Regions from separate parts of the Mus musculus genome. Here all the other regions are linked to region 3. The links are chromatin contacts, called in public HiChIP or PLAC-seq maps. All regions are on one chromosome and are shown on one strand. The core of a region is the stretch at or near the end of the contact, and the rest is flanking DNA. Distances in the headings are between cores, read along the strand shown.

Region 1 (4,528 bases), core at 121-2,620, 230 kb before region 3:
CATGTATATAATAAGTTTGTGGCATTATTATTAGTCCCAAAGGGAGACTGGATTCTCAACTCAGGAGGGTAGGGGTTAGTTGCAGAAAGCAGCTTACTCCCATTTCCTTGTTCTTTCAGGACACCTGACTGATAGTGAATGTAATCAGAAACACACATCGAAGAAAGGGTCCCTGGTGGAGCGCAGGAGGAGCAGTGGCCGTGTTCGGAGAAAAGGCGATGAGCCACAGGCCTCAGGGTACCACAGCGAAGGCAAGCCATTTGCACTCCTATTTCCTCCATTCAACTTGTGGTTTTCTTGCCAAGTGGATTTTCCTTACTTTCTCTAGGATGAGGACATTTGTAATTAAAATAATAAACACCTTCATTTCTTTTATTCTCTCTTGATTTTTAGGAGAAACACTGAAAGAGAAGCAGGCTCCTAGGAATGCCTCTAAATCCAGCAGCAGCAGCAGGCTAAAGGATTTCAAAGAGACAGTCAGCAACATGATCCACAGCAGGCCTTCCCTGGCTTCTCAGACCAGTGCAGGATCTCCCTGTGTAGGTAGGGCAGGAGACCAGCTAGACAAGATACCACCAAGGAACTTCCCTTTACAGGCTCGGGGCTGGGAAACGGAGAGTACCAGTAGTGAGGCAAAATCCAGTTCTTCCAGCAAGTACCGCCCAACATGGAGACCTAAACGAGAATCTCTAAATATTGACAGCATTTTTAGTAAGGACAGAAGGAAGCATTGTGGCTACACCCAGCTTAGGACCTTTCCTGAAGATGCAGGTGAGCATAGAATAGTTGAACAAGTGGGCTTTCAAATACAATTGACTTACGTGTTTAAAAATCTTGCGTTTTTTAGTATAGCTGGCAAGGAACATTTTTCCTCTGATGTCATGTTTTTTTAAAGATATAACTCCAATGAGTAATGTCTAGAGGGAGGGTTTAGTTAGATTTTAATTTAGGCAAACACTAAATCTACTTCATTTTCTACACTTGTCCTTTGATTGGGGCAGCTAAAGAATTTACACCGGATGAAGTAAGCAAGCCAACTGCTAATGACATTAAAGATGGCGGATCAAGGTCACAGCATAAACTCTGGGGAACAGCTCGGCCAGGCTCTCATCTTTTAGAGCAGCATCCTCGCCTAATCCAGCGGATGGAATCTGGCTATGAGAGCAGTGAGAGGAACAGCAGCAGCCCTGTCAGTTTGGATGCTGCCCCGCCTGACAGCGTGAATGTCTACAGGTATTGTCTGGCCTTTTAATAGCAATAGTTCTTTGAAGCAATGTGAGTTTGCAGCTTTCAGCTATGGGTAGGGAAGTGAAGAGATAGGTTTTAGCACTGACCAGATTCTCTACCAGTTTTCCTGGAGCATCAGCGCCCTCTTTTGGGAGCTGGAATAAAGGCAGTGGCTTTTTATTTCAAGCATTAGCTGTGCAGTAAGAGTAGTTTAGTACATACTTAAAACATAACACGATAAAGTGGGAGTCATACAGAGAATGCTTGCAGGGGTGGTCTTGAATTCGTTCTGTAGCCCAGATTGACCTTAAACTTAAGCTGACTCTTTTGCCTCATTTCCGGATGCTGAGATGACAGGAGTGCCCTGCCATACACATGTGAATATTTACAGTATTACATTTGTATTTTAAAAATAGTTTAGGAGGTGCTGAAGAGATTACTTAGGAGTTAAAAGCACTTGTTGCTTTCGCAAAGGATTCAAATTTGGATCTCAGAACCCAGGTTAGGTAGCACACACATATACATAAATTAAAAGTAATTGTTTAGAAAATGTTTTTCAGTAAAAGAATGAGTTAGTGAATTAAAACCAGAGAAGACATCTAACTTGTAACTTTTTCTGCCTTGGTTTTGGGTTTCTGGGAAACAGATTATGAAAGCACTGATAACCCTGATCTTACAAGGTAATGATGGCAGTTCAGTAGAGCTCACTGTGCCCTGCTTAAAGGCTGCAGTTTCCTCCCAATGCATTGTTTTTATGAGTTGCCGTGGAAGCCGTGTTCTTAACCTTCTAGCTGTTTAGGAAAGAGTGATTATATCTTCTACCGGGATGTTGTCATCTGCTATTCTTCTGCACTGTTCTTGCCTGCCTACTGGACCCTGTTCAGTTTTATACATGAGAAAATGTTGCAAAGGTTTAATAAGTTGGGCTTCTATATAGCTCAGTGGGTAGAGTCCTTGTCCAGCATGGTAAGATTCCCAGTCTTGTCCTTCAAAATAAAAGACCTCAGTAACAAAGAGGAAGATAATACATATGAGAATATGTTCATCAATTCATGGCATAGATTTTGAATGTTTACTAGATCCCAGATACTATTAGATGTACCAGATGTCAAGGAAGTAAGATTTTAAAAAGTAGCTGTAGCAGAATGAGTGAGTTTATTAAATAAGCAAGCAAAAGATAAGAGAATGAACAGTGGGCAGCAAATATGCAGTAAGACATAATAAAATCTTATGTATGAAAACATTCAGAGATGACTGGAGGACCTCAGTTGAGAACACGAGCAGAAGGTCCCATCATCAATCTGGAGTCACAGACATTCAGCAGAGATTGGCAGGGGAGGCCTCCTGAAGCAGCCAGTGTGAAGTCCTGATCGAGAACCCTGAGCTGAGCTGAGCTGAGCTGAGCTGAGTATTCCTTGGCTGAGGCTTCTAAGTAAAAGAGCAAATGATGGCAAATAAATAACACCATCAAATTGGGGCTTACAATCCTCCAGCAGAAGTTGGCTGGAGAAGCTGTGCAGCCAACGGTAGCTGCCTCTGAGAGAGTCCACATAGAGGTTCTCTTCTGTCCTTCCTGTGGATGGCCTTCTAATTCCCATTCCTATTGGAGGCATTTGTACATTGTGGTGTAAACAATAATAGCTTTGGTTGGAGATAGGCTGCTACTTACTAGTTTTTAAGGATACAGTGTTTTATTTTGGTTTGTTTGGTTTTAGTTAAATTATGTTTTAAACATTTTATGTGTGGGGGGGGGCGGGGGGGTATCAGAGGAGAATTTGTGTAAGTTGGTTTCTCCCATCACTTGAGTTTCTTGGTTTGATATCAGGTCACCAGGCCATGAAGCAAGCACCTTTTACCTACTGAGCCATCTTACCAGTCAAAGGACACAGTGTTTTTAACTCTCTTAGAAGCTTGCTGTTTTTCTTTTTGCTAGAGTTTGTGAACCTGTCTGCCTAGGACAGGGAGTTTCAGGGAGACCAGCCAGGCCTCCTCACCCTCACAGTGTTCCCTCTTCTCTCCTCTTGTTCTTGTTCTTGTTCTTGTTCTTGTTCTTGTTCTTGTTCTTGTTCTTGTTCTTGTTCTTGTTCTTCTCCTTCTCCTTCTCCTTCTCCTTCTCCTTCTTCTTCTTCTTCTCTTTCTTTTTCTTTTCCTTTTTTGAGACATCATTTTTCTGTATAGTCTTAGTTGGCCTGGAACTCACTTTATAGACCAGGCTGGCCTTGAACTCACAAAGATCTACCTGCATTCTGGGATTAAAGACATTCTCCACCATATTCCTCCCCAGAGTCTTTAACAAGCATAAATAGAGAATTTACTGATCAGTACAATGTATATTACAGAAGCTGCCTCCCTCCCTCCCTCCCTCCCCATTCTGAGAGGAATTCTTATTGCTTAAGCCTGGTAACCCTAGGCTGAGTTCCCTGCCTCAGCCTCAGGAGTATATGCATTATGTTTTGATCCATGACCCTTGGTTCCCAAGCTTTTATAATGTTTGTTTTCTGTTTTGAATTTTAGTCTTAGAAATGTTGTTAGAAGCCACTGTTTAAAACTTTTTATACTTTGGATTCTCTTTTGAAGGGATCAAAGCACAAAGAGGCCTGTTGGGTTTGTCCCTTCTTGGCGTCATATTCCAAAGTCTCACAGCAGTAGCATCCTGGAGGTAGACTGTACAGCACCCATGACCAGCTGGACAAAGACTCAACCTCTCTCAGGTAAACAGGATTTGGGGAACTGGATTTGATCACCAGTTCTATTTGGGAATTAACATTATTGAGCATACTTCAACTAGTTGACAGTTGTTTGAGAATTCCATCAAAATGTAATGTGTGTTAGAGAGCTAGCTCAGTAAGTTAGTGCTTGGTTTTTGTTTGTTTGTTTGTTTTGTTTTGTTTTGTTTTGTTTTGTTTTGTGACAGGGTTTCTCTGTATAGCCCTGGCTGTCCTGGAGCTCACTCTGTAGACCAGGCTAGCTTTGAACTCAGAAATCCACCTGCCTCTGCCTCCCAAGTACTGGGATTAAAGGCACGCGCCACCACACCCTGCAAGTTAGTGCTTGTTAAACACCATGAAGACCCGAGTTCATTTGCCAGCATGCCTGGGAGGCATATTTCATGGAGCTCACTGGGTAGCCAGCCAGAGCTGGATCAGTAAGTATGAGCAAGTCTCCTACTGAGAGAACATGTTTTGAAAAGGAAAGCTGCTGTACCAAGGATAGTAGTCAAGTGTGACCCACATTTACCAATGAGTACATATACCCATCCAAGCATGCCCACCTGCAAGGGTAAATACGGAAGCTGTTCTGC
Region 2 (4,363 bases), core at 332-2,831, 230 kb after region 3:
GAGACCCACAGAAATAAGACATCTATCTTCTTTGCCCCAAACTGTCTGCCCTGCCCTTTGAACAGAGGTCCCCAATGACGGGTCATGTCTCCCACAGACTGGGGCTCTCTAAGGATCTGCCCCTCCTGGGAATGAGGCCTATTTAAGCCGTAGCACTCAGAGTACATCCCTTCCACGGGTGTGTGATGAGCCCTCTTTCCCATGTTTTCTGCAGCATCCCTGCCAATGCCTGGGGAATAGTCCCGATGTTTTGCCCTGAAGTGTAAAGTTGAGCCCAGGGATAAACTTGAATTCTGCGAGTCCTCAGGGAGCAGCCCATTCTTTCCCAGTTATCTTTCCCTTTAGGGATGTAAGGGACAATCTCAGGAACTGCTCACTCTGCTTGGTTTTGGAGCCAGGAGGGCACCAACTAGGCTAGGCCATCTTTACCTTCCCAGTGTTGGGATTACAAGCCTGTACCACTGAGCTAAGCTATTTTGTGCATAGCCTTAGAAATGAAACATAATAGCTTTACCAACTGAGCCATCTCCCCAGCCTCTCTGCTGCTATGCTTTCAACAGCTACATGTTTTTTTTTTCTACTCATCTCTCACTGACTTCTCACACCCAAGGAGGGTCACGTGGGGAGCTCAGGAAACCCCGAAGTGTGTAGCCAGGCAAATCTCCGACATTGGTCTCAGATTTTCACCCACGATAGGAGTAGTTCAAAGATTGCCCCCATTCCCAAGCAGCGGAGCTCTTTCTTCAAAGAGGTTTGTCTTTCCCAAGACAATGCCTCTCTGTGTAGCCCAGGTTGGCCTTGAGCTCAAGATTCCCCTGCGTCATCCACCGTGTGCTATCTTCAAAGGAAACCTAAAATAGCTCAAAATAATCAGGCAAGGTGAAGAAGTCTTGTAGCCCCAGTACGTGGAGAAGCTGAAGCAGATCGGCCATTAAAAGTTCAAGGGCAGCCTGGTCTACACAGTTAGTTCTAGGCTATAGAGCAAAGACCGTTTTCAAAGAAGGAAGGGGAGGGCAGGAGCGGGGAGAAAAAGTGGAGCGGGGAGAGGAAAAGGGGGAGAGGAAGAAACTGCTAGCATCTGAGCGTGGGGATGTGCTCTAAAGAGGAGAGAGGACTGGTGCCCAGTTTGTCCTCTCGAAGGTTCTTGATGTTCCCTGGAGCCCAGTGAGCAACCTCACAGGGCCTGTTCTCTTCTGCTTTAGATTTTAAGCTCCCAGGATGGGACAGTGGTGGATGGGAGGCTCTCCGTGCTCGCAGTGCCCGGGAACAGAGAGAGCATGGTCCAGGTGAATGGAGGGAGGGGCGGGAACCAGAGATTTTGAGTTGTGCTAAATGTGCTAAATGTGATATTTGAGGGCCATGGGCTACTCCTCCAGTAATCAAGCCTAGTTCGGGAAACTAAGGAAAGACTACATTGCGTCAGTCATGTGTCAAAGGCTGAGGCGCCTATGAGACTGGGAAGGGACCTTGGAGGTTGGGAGCTCTAGGAAATTTTCCCTGAAGCTGAGTCTCCAAGATCACTTAAATAGACCTCAAGCCAGGCAGCGGTATATCATCACGGGGCGCCACTGCCCCCTTGTGGTCACATCCTCTGCGAAGCACAGGTTCCTGCCCCTCCCTGGGTTGGTACTATAGCTGGGGCCAGAACTGGAGAACTTGGGATATTTCTGTCCCTGACTTGGTTATCCACTTGTGATCTAGAGAGTAGGGTTTGAACACTGTGGCCTCTGATAAGCTGTGTGTCCTGGCTATGTTGCATACACCCTCTCTGAGCTTCTCCATCTTGTCCTACCAGCTTTCCAGGTGTGCTGCCCTGAGAAATCCCAGAGCTCCCGTTGTATGCACCCTGGTGGGAATACCCTTACCCAAGGGAACAGACTGGGGTGGGGCTGAAAGGCTGCATCCGGGGAAAGCAGAGCTAAGAAGTTTGAGGGAGACATTCAGAGAAAGGAGAGTGGGTGAGAGGATATGGTGGAGTGGAGAGAACCACAGCAGCCCTTGGATTCCATTAGCTCATTCTCCCACTGACCCTGTGACCCCAGCCTACCTCATCCTGTTTATCAACAGGGCAGAGTGCATGTTAACCGCTAACACCCTTCTCCTGAGTAGGTGTTCCTGCTGGCCTTGGCTGGTCCTGTCAGGTCCTAACAGATCCTTGCTAACCCATCCTGCCCTTTCTGGATCTTTCTTGGTGGACTCTTCTTCCCTGGAACCATTGCTGGCTTCTGTCTGGCTACACAGCCAAGTTCAAATGTTTTGTTCAGCACACAAGGGCCCTTAAGTCAGGTTCCTCCCTATCTGTGCCCCCTCTGCATTTCCTTTGCCTTTGTAACACATCCTTTAGGGTCACACTGGGAGTACACACTCCCTCACGAGGCCTCGAAGCTTCCTCCCATGATGTGCAGCCACCCATTCCTTCTGCTGAGCGTGTCCTCCCCATCTCCATCCTGAGTGTTCACATCTGGCTCACTGGAGTGGTTCCTGTTAATCACTGGGGATTTTTACCATGGATGCCCTTGCTGTGGGTACACAGATCACATGTCCTTCAGGACAGTCCACGTTCACCAGTATCCAGAGCAATACATAATTGACAAGGCTAAGAACCAGGTCACTAGAACCTGGGAAATCAGAGAAGAGATATGCGTGACTTCTTTTAAGTCCTAGGCCTAAATTCTTCATGTATGAAGTCTTTATTTGCCAACAACCTGAAGAGGTGTGTGTGTGTGTGTGTGTGTGTGTGTGTGTGTGTGTGAGAGAGAGAGAGAGAGAAAGAGTGTGTGCACAAGAGAGAGACAGAGACACAGATATATAGTGTGTGTATGTACAAGAGAGAGGCACACACACAGAGTGTATGTGCACAAGAGAGAGACAGATGCAGAGATATAGTGTGTGTGTGTGTGTGTGATGTGTTTATTCAGGCTCTGTAAGGGAAGCATGGAACATTCAGGGATTCTAACTCTTATGGAAAGATGGTTTTCTCTCCTTGGTGCCTATCTTATTCTGATGAACATGAGAAAAGAGACTAGGATTATCTAAGAGTTCAAAAGACCTAGGGAAAACACTGGCATAGCTCACACAGGTCTTAGGGAATTAAAATTACCTGTGCTCATTACCTGTCTCTGTAGAACAGAGCAGTTGAGAGTTAAAGGAATGAAAACTCAGCCTCTTGATGGCTTTTTTTTTTTTTTTTTTTTTTTTTTTTTTTGCTGAAGGAAGAAAAGGACTGGAAAGCAAATATCCACAGCCTTCTTTAAATTCATATCCCCAGAATCTAGACCAGAAGCAGGCACTTGGAAAGCATTTGGTTCTATGCAATTACAACTGAGTTATTGAAAAAGTTTAGTGGAAAATTTGGTTTGACTTTGGAACCCATTAATTTGCAACATTGCCACCTTGTGGCATTACTAATAAATTACAGGCTAAGGCTAACAGGAAGTGTTCGCTACAGAGCCATTTTCCTGTCAGGCTCTTCTCCTTTACTCTAAGGCAGAAGTTCTCAGTCTGCGCCCCAGGGGTCACCTAAGACCATTGGAAAACACGGTATTACACTGCAATTCATAACAGTAGCAAAATTACAGTTACAAAGTAGCAAACAAAAATACTTTTATGACTGGGGGAGGGGGTCACCACAGCATGAGGAACTGTATTAAAGGGTCATAGCATTAGAAAGGTTGAAAACCACTGCTCCAAGGTCTTAGGAGGTAGCCTAAGGTGGGTCACTTCCAAGCATCTCCATAGAGGTGTGCTACCCCTTTAAAACCCAAATCGGGTAATGTTAGGGGTTATCACTTAAGCTTCTAGAGCTCTCTCCAAAAATGGCTTCAATTCCCAACTTTAGGGCCCAGAGTGTTCAACTTGGGTGTCCTACCAGCTTGAAGGGTTGTTTGCCAAAATATATGAACAGCTACAAATGTGTGTCCCTTCTGCGGAGCCATCCAGTCTTTGACTAGATCCCGAAAGATGTCTGACTCTAAGAGATTACAAAAATTCCTGTTCTGAAATGACATAGACCAAAGCTCATCAAAAGGATGGGAGGGCGTGTTTAGTCTAAAGAACTGCTACATAGACATAACAGAGATTACGCAAGACTCCCCGAGAGGGTAAAGCCTGGAGGAGTCTATTTTCTTTGCTTTCTTGTACTTAAAATGTATTTTACTTTTCTGATTGACTGTGTATGAGTGTGCATGTGTGCATGTGTGTGTATATGAGTGTGTTTGTGTCTGTGAGTGTGTGTGTATGAGTGTGTGTGTTTGTGTGAGTTGTCTCAGAGCGCACGTATGGAGGCCAGAAGACAACTCTTAGGAGTTGGTTATCTTTCCATATCGTGTGGGTCTCTATAGTTGAACTCATGTCATGAAGGTTG
Region 3 (4,240 bases), core at 1,269-3,768:
TGTTTAACCTACCTTGTCTCCTGGGTATGTCTGACTAGACAATTTTGTGGGGAAACAATGCCTGCTCTAGATAACTATGTCTGGAAGATAGAATAACTAATGTATTGTTTATTCCAGCAGACAAGCCCCAGCAGAAAATAGACTCCAGAGGAGTAGTGCCCAGCAGGTAGATGATTAAAAAATTATGAATGTTTTACATTTTGAGGTGGTCACACACACACACAAACCTCACACCTTGCTTATATGTGTAAATACAAATTTTAAATGAAAGTCAAGGCTGGAAATATAGCTTAGCAGTGGTACTTCCTAGCATATCTGAGGTACTAAGTTCATTTCTCAGAACCAAAAAAGGGTGTGGGAGACTACACTGAGACAATCAACCTTGCTAACCCCTTTTTAACATCTATAACTAGTAACTGCTAAAGAATGCTACTACTTCAAAATGGATGGGCTCTGTAACAGCTAACATTAAACATTCATTTAAATACACTATCATTTCTATGCATTTAATCCTCATTGCTCACTCTATTATGATTCCCTTTGGGAAAGGCTATTTTTAGGAACTATAAAAAACAGCATCAAGAACAAGTAGTACAATACACAGGGTCAGAAATTTCAGCTCAGGAGATGCCTATCCAGAGTGTCTTCATACAACATGTATTTTTAACATCTCTGGTTAGAAATAATTATAAAAGCAAATCTGGGGCTGATAAGATGGCCCAGTAAATAAAGGTACTTGCCACCAAGCCTCATGACCTGAGTTCAATCAACAAGACTCACATAATGGAATGAGTGACTCTTGGAAGCTGTCTACTAACCTCCAAATGTGTGCTATGGGCCGGGCAGTGGTGGCGCACACCTGTAATCCCAGCACTTGGGAGGCAGAGGCAGGTGGATTTCTGAGTTCAAGACCAGCATGGTCTAAAGAGTGAGTTCCAGGACAGCCAGGACTGCGCAGAGAAACCCTGTCTCAAAAAACCAAAAAAAAAAAAAAAAAAAAAAAAATCAAAAAAACAAATGTGTGCTATGGTGCACGCGCATGTGCATGATACACTAAATGGAATTTTAAAAATTAAAAGCAGATTTTAAGTTAAATCCTTCTCACTTTGGGGAAATGATTATTTCTTAGTTTTATTCCCTAAGGAGCTTATTATCTGATTTGCTGTTGTGCAAATAACATATTCCTTAATAGATAACATGCTTCTGAAAAGCAAGGAGAGGTTCTCTTCTTTGTATGGCTCTTTTACCAAGTAAAGGCGGGAAGAAGAAAGTAGTGCTATCACTTATTGAGGATCTATTATGTACCAGCCCTACGTCATCATTTTAGGTATACTTGTACATCTTAGTTGTATACATAGACAGGAAGGCCCAGATCTAGTTAAATTTCCTAAAAGCTAAGTGGCAAGAAAAGTATCCATCTAAAAATCTCAGGTGTGACTTTAAATGAATGTTATTGGAATGCATAATAAGTGTATGGCTGTTGAAATTGCTTACTTCAATGAGGAGGACCAATGGGACTTGGTTTAAACGTTCAGGCCCTATTGGGTTCAGATGTGGAAGCTTTCTAATTTTATCTGAGCAACAGAAGCTAGTTACAGCAATCTTTCAGAACTGCTGAAAGGACCAAGAAACTGCAGGTTCTTTTGAAATTGCAAAGTACCAGTCAGTAGATATAAGGCTCTATGTTACACTTTACTAAGGGTACAAAGCAGGTTTTTAAACTACCAAAGTGCTTGCTTTTTAGCATTATTTGCAGGGGGTGTGACGGCAATGTGTGAATTGCTTGACAACAGGCTTTACAATCGGATTGACCCTTGGTTTGTACGTCTGAGCTGCACCACCTTCTAGATACAACCTTTAGACCTGTGATCTTTATTTGTAGGATGTGCAAAGTTGGTCTCAACCTGATTTCGCTATTGCATTCAAGCAAACAGCTTTGCATGGTGTTCTGAACTAGACACGTTCAACGTTATTGTAGCATTTAAGCTATTATCTTCAGTGGGGTCAAAAGCACTGTGGGAACAACGGATGCAGCACTCCCTCAATTCAGGACCTAACAGTCCCAAAGGCACACCCTAAGCTGGTGACCCAAAGACAAAAGGCAGCTTCCACCAGGGCTGGGAGGTGAGAATCCGGGATAGTATTTTCCCTCCCTATGTCTGGGACGGGAAAGGAGAGGACGGGCCTTATAAGGTCCCTTGAGCTCCGGCGGCCCAAGCTGGGCGAGCAGAGCAATCCACTCACAGCTCCACGCTCTGCGGCACGGCCTTCCGAGTGTATCTGGAGATCATCCTCCTTTTTCTCCTCTGCGGCCAGGGCGGGCAAGCCAGGGCGGGGGCCTCGGGGCCTGGCCCTCCCGCCGGCTCCGGCCCGGCCCCCTCCTGCCACCTACCGGCCCCGTCTCGCCCCGTCTCGCCCCGTCGCTTAGATTCCGGACCGCCACCTCCCAGAGTTCCCACTCTATAGTCTTCCGACCTGCCTCCTTCCTCTCATGAGCGGAAGTGACGAAGGTACAGCGTCTTTCGGAAATTGGCTCCGATGCGCACTAGAGACTATACTCAGGGTTCCGAGCCTCACGACTTGCAGGCGTTCAGGCGTGGATCAGGGCCCAAGCGAACGCGAGGACCCAGCATGGGCCGGGATTGGGCGGTTGGTGGTCGCCTCTGACCAAGTGTCCTGCTGGAAGAGGCAGCCAAGGAAAGGTGCCAGAGCAGAGGCGCACGAGAGAGCTATTGAAAGGGATCGCTTTACTTTTGTCAGGTGGAAGAAGAGCGTCTAGTTTGGTGAAGGAGCACTATACCGCGCCAGGACAGTGCTCCTGGTGGCTCCTCTTCTGTACTCTCGGGTATGTCATTTTTCATTAATTCCCATGATCTCAAGTCCAATTCTGACTCTGTAAATTCTACATAAAGAGCCCTGCTTGGATTTAGGGTGAGGGTGGGTAGAGTTTTTCCTTGATCCGCCAGGGTGAGAGGCAGCACGATTCTAATTTACAGTGGTGAGTGGGTAGTTGCATAGAAGGTGCAGGTTCCTTATTGGTTCATTGCAAAGCCAAGTAAGCTTAGGAATTAAATTGCTGCGTTAGGTGGGCATCCGGAACCATGACCAATTATTTTGGGACGAAACTCCGACACGCAAGTGTTGGCACTTTTAAATCTTCTATAGAAGCCCTGTAGAGCAAGGGGCATTGCTTTTTAACGCACCTAGTAACACAATTTTAAAGGAAGGTGTTTTAGAGACGGCAGACTAACACTTTCATTTCACGACTAAGTAGAAAGCTCAAGAAAGTAAAGTGCCCAAAGTATGCCACCGACTGAAGCACGGTTGGAAGGTGTGAGAGAATAATGGATAGTAATGGAATGTTTTCAAACTGTGTTACACACACTGCTGCCGACTGAAGGGCAAACATTTATTTATTTGTGAGAAAGGATCGTCTTATGTTACCTAGCCTAGCCTCAAAATCCTGGACCCAGGTGATCCTTTTGCCTTGATCTCTCAGCTGAGACCATAGGCACACCTAGCTATTTTTAACTTTTATCCTCACATACTTCTTTGGTTTGGGAAGTGAGTTGTTGGACTTTCATTTACTCCATAATATCAAGGTTTCCAGTTCACATAATTTAATTTTAAGGAAGATAGTTTTAAGTCTGTTATTCAGAGGATAAATCAAGTGGTGTCTGGTAAAGGCCGGAACCATGATGGTAGGTGTGTATCAAATTTGGGGGAAATAATGTAGTCACCTAGAAGAATTCTGAGAATGCTGTTATTTCTCCTTTTGTGTGGCTTATGTCCCTTGAACTTTGATGGCCATTTTTAGAGAAGAATGGAGGGCAGTGGAAAGCTCGCAATGGTAGAGGATGCTGTGGAGTACCATCTCTTCCTGATACCAGATAAAGCCAGAGGCACAGAAGAGCACAGAGAGATTCTTCAGAAGTACATTGAACGGATAATGACCCAGTTCGCACCCATACTGGTCCCTTATATCTGGCAGAATCAGCCTTTCAATCTCAAATACAAGCCTGCAAAAGGTAAAGTAAGCCTTCCTTCTGAGAGACTTGTTCCATAACCTTAAAAGCCACTGACGTCTGCCCACATATAGCCAAGCCCCTAACTTTAACTCTATAGAATATCTTTATGGCTAGGGATGCGGGGACTGTGGCTGTGGTATGGACTCTCTCACTGTGCCTAAGTGTGAGTGCTGGTGCTGCGAAGGCCCAGGCTTGGGACTTAGTCACAGTTC

What was found. HiChIP or PLAC-seq counts read pairs in DNA pulled down with a chosen protein or histone mark.
Region 1: a contact with region 3 is called in an H3K27ac HiChIP or PLAC-seq map of embryonic stem cells, with 2.6 times the contacts expected there. The contact joins the enhancer-like site here to the promoter of Ecd in region 3. A contact is called at or near these places in 11 of 39 promoter capture datasets (3T3-L1-derived adipocytes, the C10 cell line, the HPC-7 cell line and 6 more), 1 of 484 Hi-C or Micro-C datasets (the Ba/F3 cell line), 7 of 115 datasets of contacts at active chromatin or transcription factors (the SCID.adh cell line, astrocytes, bone marrow-derived macrophages and 4 more) and 3 of 9 other capture datasets (adipose tissue, liver and pancreatic islet).
Region 2: a contact with region 3 is called in an H3K4me3 HiChIP or PLAC-seq map of the SCID.adh cell line, with 12 read pairs. The contact joins the enhancer-like site here to the promoter of Ecd in region 3. A contact is called at or near these places in 11 of 39 promoter capture datasets (the 3T3-L1 cell line, the C10 cell line, cranial neural crest and 5 more), 14 of 115 datasets of contacts at active chromatin or transcription factors (the SCID.adh cell line, embryonic stem cells, kidney and 4 more) and 3 of 9 other capture datasets (adipose tissue, embryonic stem cells and pancreatic islet).

Annotation. Positions count from the first base shown.
Region 1 is chr14:20,573,178-20,577,705 of GRCm38.p6, reverse strand. Usp54 (ubiquitin specific peptidase 54) reads left to right here. Exons shown (of 21, transcript NM_030180.2): 11 at 120-251; 12 at 394-771; 13 at 1,002-1,233; 14 at 3,805-3,938. Among named protein-coding and RNA genes, the nearest start is that of Ppp3cb, 29 kb to the right of the region's middle. Within about 2 kb of position 1,370, at least 8 of the 459 cell types and tissues checked have an H3K27ac peak or open chromatin away from gene starts, as enhancers often do. A contact at or near this core is called in bone marrow-derived macrophages and embryonic stem cells, where this site is marked.
Region 2 is chr14:20,111,414-20,115,776 of GRCm38.p6, reverse strand. No RefSeq gene overlaps it. Among named protein-coding and RNA genes, the nearest start is that of Gm41104, 16 kb to the left of the region's middle. Within about 2 kb of position 1,581, at least 21 of the 459 cell types and tissues checked have an H3K27ac peak or open chromatin away from gene starts, as enhancers often do. A contact at or near this core is called in the SCID.adh cell line, where this site is marked.
Region 3 is chr14:20,346,399-20,350,638 of GRCm38.p6, reverse strand. It overlaps Ecd (ecdysoneless cell cycle regulator), which reads left to right and starts at 2,518. Exons shown (of 14, transcript NM_027475.3): 1 at 2,518-2,845; 2 at 3,818-4,028. The coding sequence starts at 3,824. It overlaps Fam149b (family with sequence similarity 149, member B), which reads right to left and starts at 2,477. Exons shown (of 14, transcript NM_001024512.2): 1 at 2,245-2,477. The coding sequence starts at 2,291.